2 separate regions of the Columba livia genome follow, and region 2 is linked to region 1. A link is a contact called in public Hi-C data. All regions are on one chromosome and are shown on one strand. Each heading gives the region's core, a stretch centred on a gene start, on an enhancer-like site or on the middle of the called end of the contact. The rest is flanking DNA. Distances are from core to core; before and after follow the strand shown.

Region 1 (2,700 bases), core at 174-2,673:
CAACAAGGGCACTGCTGGGATGCATTTGTGGGAGCCCATGCACTCCAGGATGGCAGCACCTTGGCTGTGGGGCACTTAGTGGGGACTCTTGTCCCTTGGGATGGTGGTGCTGTAGCTGTGGGGCACTTGTGGGGTAGAGAAGCTGCTAAATTAATGTATACTGTGATTAGGTTACAAAAGACGTACCCATCATTAACCAGTTGACATGGTAAATGCTTTTTGACCACCTGCAAAACGAGGGGATATTTTCCAAGTTTCAGATCCTTCTGCATGACAAGAGGGAGAGAGAAGATTAAGTGATATATTGTTTACAAGCTGTTACGTTTATTTCTCCATTTCAGGGGATTCTCAAATGGCAGCACCTTGGCTATGGGGCATTTGTGGGGCCTCTCAAGTGATGGTGCCTCTGTAACAGCGGCACCTCAGCCATGAGTTACGGTGTCCCTCACACCCCAGGATGGCAGTGCTGTAGCTGTGGGGCACTTGTGGGGACTCCCACATGGCAGCACCTCATCCACGGGTAAAATGGAGAAATAAAATTAACAGCAGAGTCAATTATACTGTTAAGCAGCATTCTTTATTTTGTCAGTGCTGGGGAGCACTGGGGATCATCCTTCATTAGTGCTCCAAAGACTGGATGCTGTTGTGTTGCTTATATTCACGTAATTATTACATATGCATTACAATTTTTGAAAATTTTGGAATACAGAACATCTGTATTAAGAAATAATTGACAGTGTTAGTTACAATTATTTCTTACTTACAGTACCTCTATTAATTATTAGCTAAATACAAACTAAGCACTCTGCTTCTAAACAATGTATCACTTAATCTTCTGCCTCCCTCTCGTCATGCAAAAGGATCTAAAACTTGGAAAATATCCCCTCATTTTGCAAGTGGTCAGAAAGCAATTATCTCACGTCAATTGGTTAATGATGGGTGTGCCCTTTATAACTTAATCACAGTATATGTTGATTTGGCAGCTTCTCTTCATGGGGCCTGCCAGCTGGCAACACCTTGGCTGTGGGGCACCCACGGGCCCCTCACGCCCTGCGATGGCAGTGCTGTGGCAGCGAGGCACTTGTGAGGACATTGAAATGCTGTAGCTGTGGGACACTCGTGGGGCCTCTCAAATGCCAGCACTTCAGTTGTGAGTCACACACGGGGCCTCCCACATCCTGGAATGGCAGCACTGGGCACTCGTGGGGACTCCTAAGTGGCGGCGCCCCGGCTCCAGGACACCGCGGGATGGCACTGGGAGTCACCCCCAGCCCGGGTCTGGGTGGCGGCACCTCCGCTCCGAGGCCGCCCCCACGGGCCGGCGCGGCTCCTGAGGGGACGGAACCGCAACCCTAAGCGCGGGCGGGCAGGGGCAGCCCCTTCCGCCGGCCGCGGCGGCGGCTCCTCCCCGGGTCGGCGGGGAGAGGCGGTGCCTGGTCCCCTCCCGCCGCCTTCGTTGCCGCCGCTCGGGCCGCTTCCTGCGCCGCGCCGCCCTGCGCGGGGGGGGGAGCGACGTGTCGCCGCGGAGGCGCTGGCGCCGCGCTAGGCCGCGCCGCCCGCCCGCCCGGCGCCGCAGGTAGGCAGGGGGAGTTCCCCGCCCGGCCTGCCGCCCGCTGCCAGGCCGCCGGTGCAGGTGCCTCCCCGCCTCCGCCCGCGGCTGGGGGGAGGGGGGATCTCACGGAGAGCGGCCAGGAAAGTTGAATTTTCCCGGGTGCCCTTTGTCTTTGCGGCCCGGGCGCGGTGAGGGGCGGCCCGGGGCCGTGTGAGGGAGAGGAGGGTGTGAGGGAGGGTGTGAGGGAAGGGGCGCCAACTTTGAGGCGCGGGGGAATGCTGCACCGTTCTGCGTTTTTTTTTTTCCCCTGCAAATTTAGGTTTTGTATTTCCATGGTAACCCCCCGGTGGGAAACGGGTGGTGTCTGAACTCCGTGCCCATCCCTGGCGGGGAGACGCTGAGTGTGTGGAAGTGCCAGGGTTAAGCCAGGCTTTGCTGGGCTGCCCTGAGCACGGCGGTCGCCGCCCTCCCTCATGCGGGCTCTCCCCTTTAGGTCACCGACGTGCCGTCCCCCATCTCCCAGGCCAGGTGGTTTTCCGTGAGATGCGACAGGGAGAGATATGACGACGGCCTCCCCGAGATACGCCCGGCGTGTCCTTGCTAAGGTACGTCTGGCTCCGTGCGAGGCGATGCCGTGCTCGCCAGGTGTGGATTTTGTGAGCATCTGGTGCTGGTGTGGGAAAGTAACGTTTGGGGCAGGTGCTTGGGTTTTTTCTCTGTAATGCTGGCATGTGACACCCATGTTAATGGCGACTGGGATGGGGAGAGCTAAAGGATTTGTTGGTTCCAAAAAATGTTTTTTAGGATTGTGGTGGTTCCTGGGTTTATAGACAGTCCTAAAACTGTGTGCATAGACAAATGTAGTTTCTTACCTTTCCTTACTGTAATTTTTCAAAGACGGTATGTCACGATTAGAGAAATACCCATATGTGTTTGCAAAATACTTATCTCTTGCACTTTCAACAAAAAATTAACTTTCTCTCTATTTGACTGTCCAGTTTTGGACATAGTATTTTATTGATTCTCCTTTCCTTTTCCATTTTTCTTAACTTTTATCAGTACTTAGGATTTCTGTTACAGACCATCGAGTGATCCCAAACATTTGAAGTACCTCTTTTAAAGTAAATAAAAATATTTACTTGCTTACT
Region 2 (2,700 bases), core at 74-2,573, 300 kb before region 1:
GAATAGAGGTTTGCTTTAAAACGAGTGTCAAACCTCTGAAGGTTTCAGTTTCTGTGCTGAAGCTGGAAGGAAGGGGCTGTCATTATCAAGAAAACAACTTACTGATGCTTTGAAGGAATCCTAAGGTTTAACCCTTGGTTTAAGGGATTGCGTACTCTAGGGAAAAAGCATATTTTGGTTCATCAGGTAGCCACTTACAGTACCAAACCGAAGTGTCGGGACCGAATAAGCATTTCAGCAATTGTCCCCCGTTTTAGAATGGCATTAATTGTAAATAAATTAAAATCATAACTGTGTTTTAACATGGCATCTTCAGATGCATTTAGCAACTGACACACTTTACGCCACTTAAAGAAGGCAAGCTTATGAGGAAAAGCCGAACACAGCGTAACTTCTTCTACCGCACCTCAAGCGACCGAGCCCTCTCCTCCAGCTGCGGCCCCGCTGAACTCCACAGGAACGCGGGGCAGCCACCCCGCCCGGGGCCGCTGCGAGGAGCGGCACAACGCCGCCGAAGGACAAAGCCGCCCGGCTCCGAGCCCGGCCCCGCCGCGGCCCGTCCCCCCGCTCCAGCCGCGGCGGGGCAAGCCGAGCAAGAGGCGCCTCCGCAAGGGGAGCGCTGCGGGGCTTCACTCCCCCCCGCCCCGACAGGGCGGCCCGGCCTCGCCGCCCTCCCCTGGGGACGGAGGGAGAAGGACGGAGAGCGCGCTGCCCTGACGGGCCCGGCCGCTGCAGGGCCCCGGGTGCAGCCCCCGGAGGTCCCCGCAAGCTACCGCGGGGCAGGGGGTGCCCTTCCCCCGCCAGGCCCGGAGGGAACGAACGGCCCCCCGCTCGGCGGCAGCGGCGGCGCCGATTCTTACCTGCGGGCTGCGCGGGAGGCGGCGGGGCCCGAGCGGGCATGGCGGCGGGAGGGAAGGGGACAGGGGACGCAGCCGGTTATCTGGGGCCTCCCGCGGCAACCGCCATCGAGGGGGAACCCATGTCACGGCGACAGGAACCGCGTCGCTGCGGCCCGGCCCCCTCCCGGCGGCCACCGCCTCCTGCCCCGCCACCGCCCACTTGGCCTCCCGGCAGGCAGCGCACCGCCGCCCCCGGAGTCGCGTCACTTCCAGCGGCAGCCGGCGGGGCGGGCACGTAAATTAATAAACAAACCAGCTACTAACGCCGCTGTGGTGATACCTACCCCTTGCTAGGTGAGGAGGATGGTGGTTTAACGGCGCTGTCGCCATATTGAGTGCTGGCAAGCCGCCTCCACCGCAGCAAGGCGGCCATCTTGGACGAGGGGTGAGGCGGTGCCGTGGGGATGCCGCGGCGGCCATGTTGGTCTCGGGAGGAAGAGGGCAGCGTCGGGTTGCAGTGTTTCCGTGCCCGGGGCCGTGCGGGCGTTTGCCCGCGGAGACATAAAAAACCCCCATCCAAAATAGAAATGGGGCATTTGTGGACAATCCCTCCCGGCAGCTGTCCGGAGGGCTGAGCTCCCCGGGGGAGCTGCGCTGTGGCTCGGAGCTTTGCCGCCAACACGACCGTGGTTATGCCCGCGCTGCGGGAGTGTTTGGTTTCCAAGCCTTGAGGGTTAGGCTGGCAGAGAGCGGGTCTAGAGTACTGCGTGCAGTTCTGGGCTCCCCAGTTCAAGAAGGACAAGGAATTACTGGAGGGAGTCCAGTGGAGAGCTGCAAACGTGATGAGGGGTCTGAAACATCTTTATTGCAAGGAAGGACTGAGAGAGCTGGGGCTGTTCAGCCTGGAGAACAAAAGGCTGAAAGGGGGTCTTATTTATGCTTAGAAATATCTCAAGGGTGGGTGTCAAGAGGATGGACCAGGCTCTTTTCAGTGGTGCCCAATGACAGGATGAGGGGCAATGGGTACAGACTGAAACACAGCAGGTTCCATGTAAACATGATGAGAAACTTCTTTACTTTGAGGGTGACCAAGCCCTGGAACAGGCTGCCCAGAGAGGCTGTGGAGTCTCCTCTGGAGACATTCAAACCCACCTGGACACTTTCCTGTGTGATCTGCTCTGGTGAACCTGCTTTAGCAGGTGGGTTGGACTGGATGATCTCCAGAGGTCCCTTCCAACCACCACCCGTCCTGTGATTTCTGCATAGGAGGTTTTGCTTACTGCAAATTTTCACCCCTTTGAAGTTTAGAGGGGAGTAGTGTGATCCCATATGTTTGATCCTCAACCCATGTCTGGAACAGGCTGCCATACCACTCACTATTCCACCTTTATGTCTCCTTGTGACCAAGGGGGTAAGTTCCTCAGCTTCAGAGTTTGCAGAGCTCTTAGTCCAGGTGGGATCCCCAAGGGCCTGTCTGCGTTGTGCTGAAACCTCAGCTCCTGAGCATCAGGGTCTGACGGAGTTACCACCTTCAAAGAGTAGTTTTGCGAATTTATTTCTGGAAAAAGAGATTCATGTATGCCTACGCTTCCTAGGGATGGTGTGTACATAGGCTAGTTGTCAGTCAAATCATGCTTTAGTTGAACTGGCTTTTTACAGTTTTGTTTGGGTTTTGGTTGTGCAAATTCTGTAAAGAGGAGTAGAAAGACTGACAAAAAGACATACAGATAAATACTCTATTTTTTAAACAATTTTAATATTTAAAAAATATATATCTTATTTGTTCTTTTTCCCAAGGAGCACAAGTAGATAGTGGTTTGACCTCATAGGTGAAAGAATGCTTACAGCAAAACCACTAAAT

What was found. Hi-C and Micro-C count contacts between places; a contact is called where the count stands out from the background.
Region 2: a Hi-C map of liver shows a contact between it and region 1, with 4 times the contacts expected there. The contact joins the promoter of AFTPH here to the promoter of VPS54 in region 1. A contact is called at or near these places in 2 of 2 Hi-C or Micro-C datasets (crop and liver).

What each region holds. Positions count from the first base shown.
Region 1 is chr3:111,877,117-111,879,816 of bColLiv1.pat.W.v2, reverse strand. It overlaps VPS54 (VPS54 subunit of GARP complex), which reads left to right and starts at 1,423. Exons shown (of 24, transcript XM_065059241.1): 1 at 1,423-1,576; 2 at 2,046-2,157.
Region 2 is chr3:112,178,444-112,181,143 of bColLiv1.pat.W.v2, reverse strand. It overlaps AFTPH (aftiphilin), which reads right to left and starts at 1,323. Exons shown (of 8, transcript XR_010471890.1): 1 at 1,184-1,323. It overlaps LOC135579209 (a long non-coding RNA gene), which reads left to right and starts at 1,058. Exons shown (of 2, transcript XR_010471897.1): 1 at 1,058-1,193.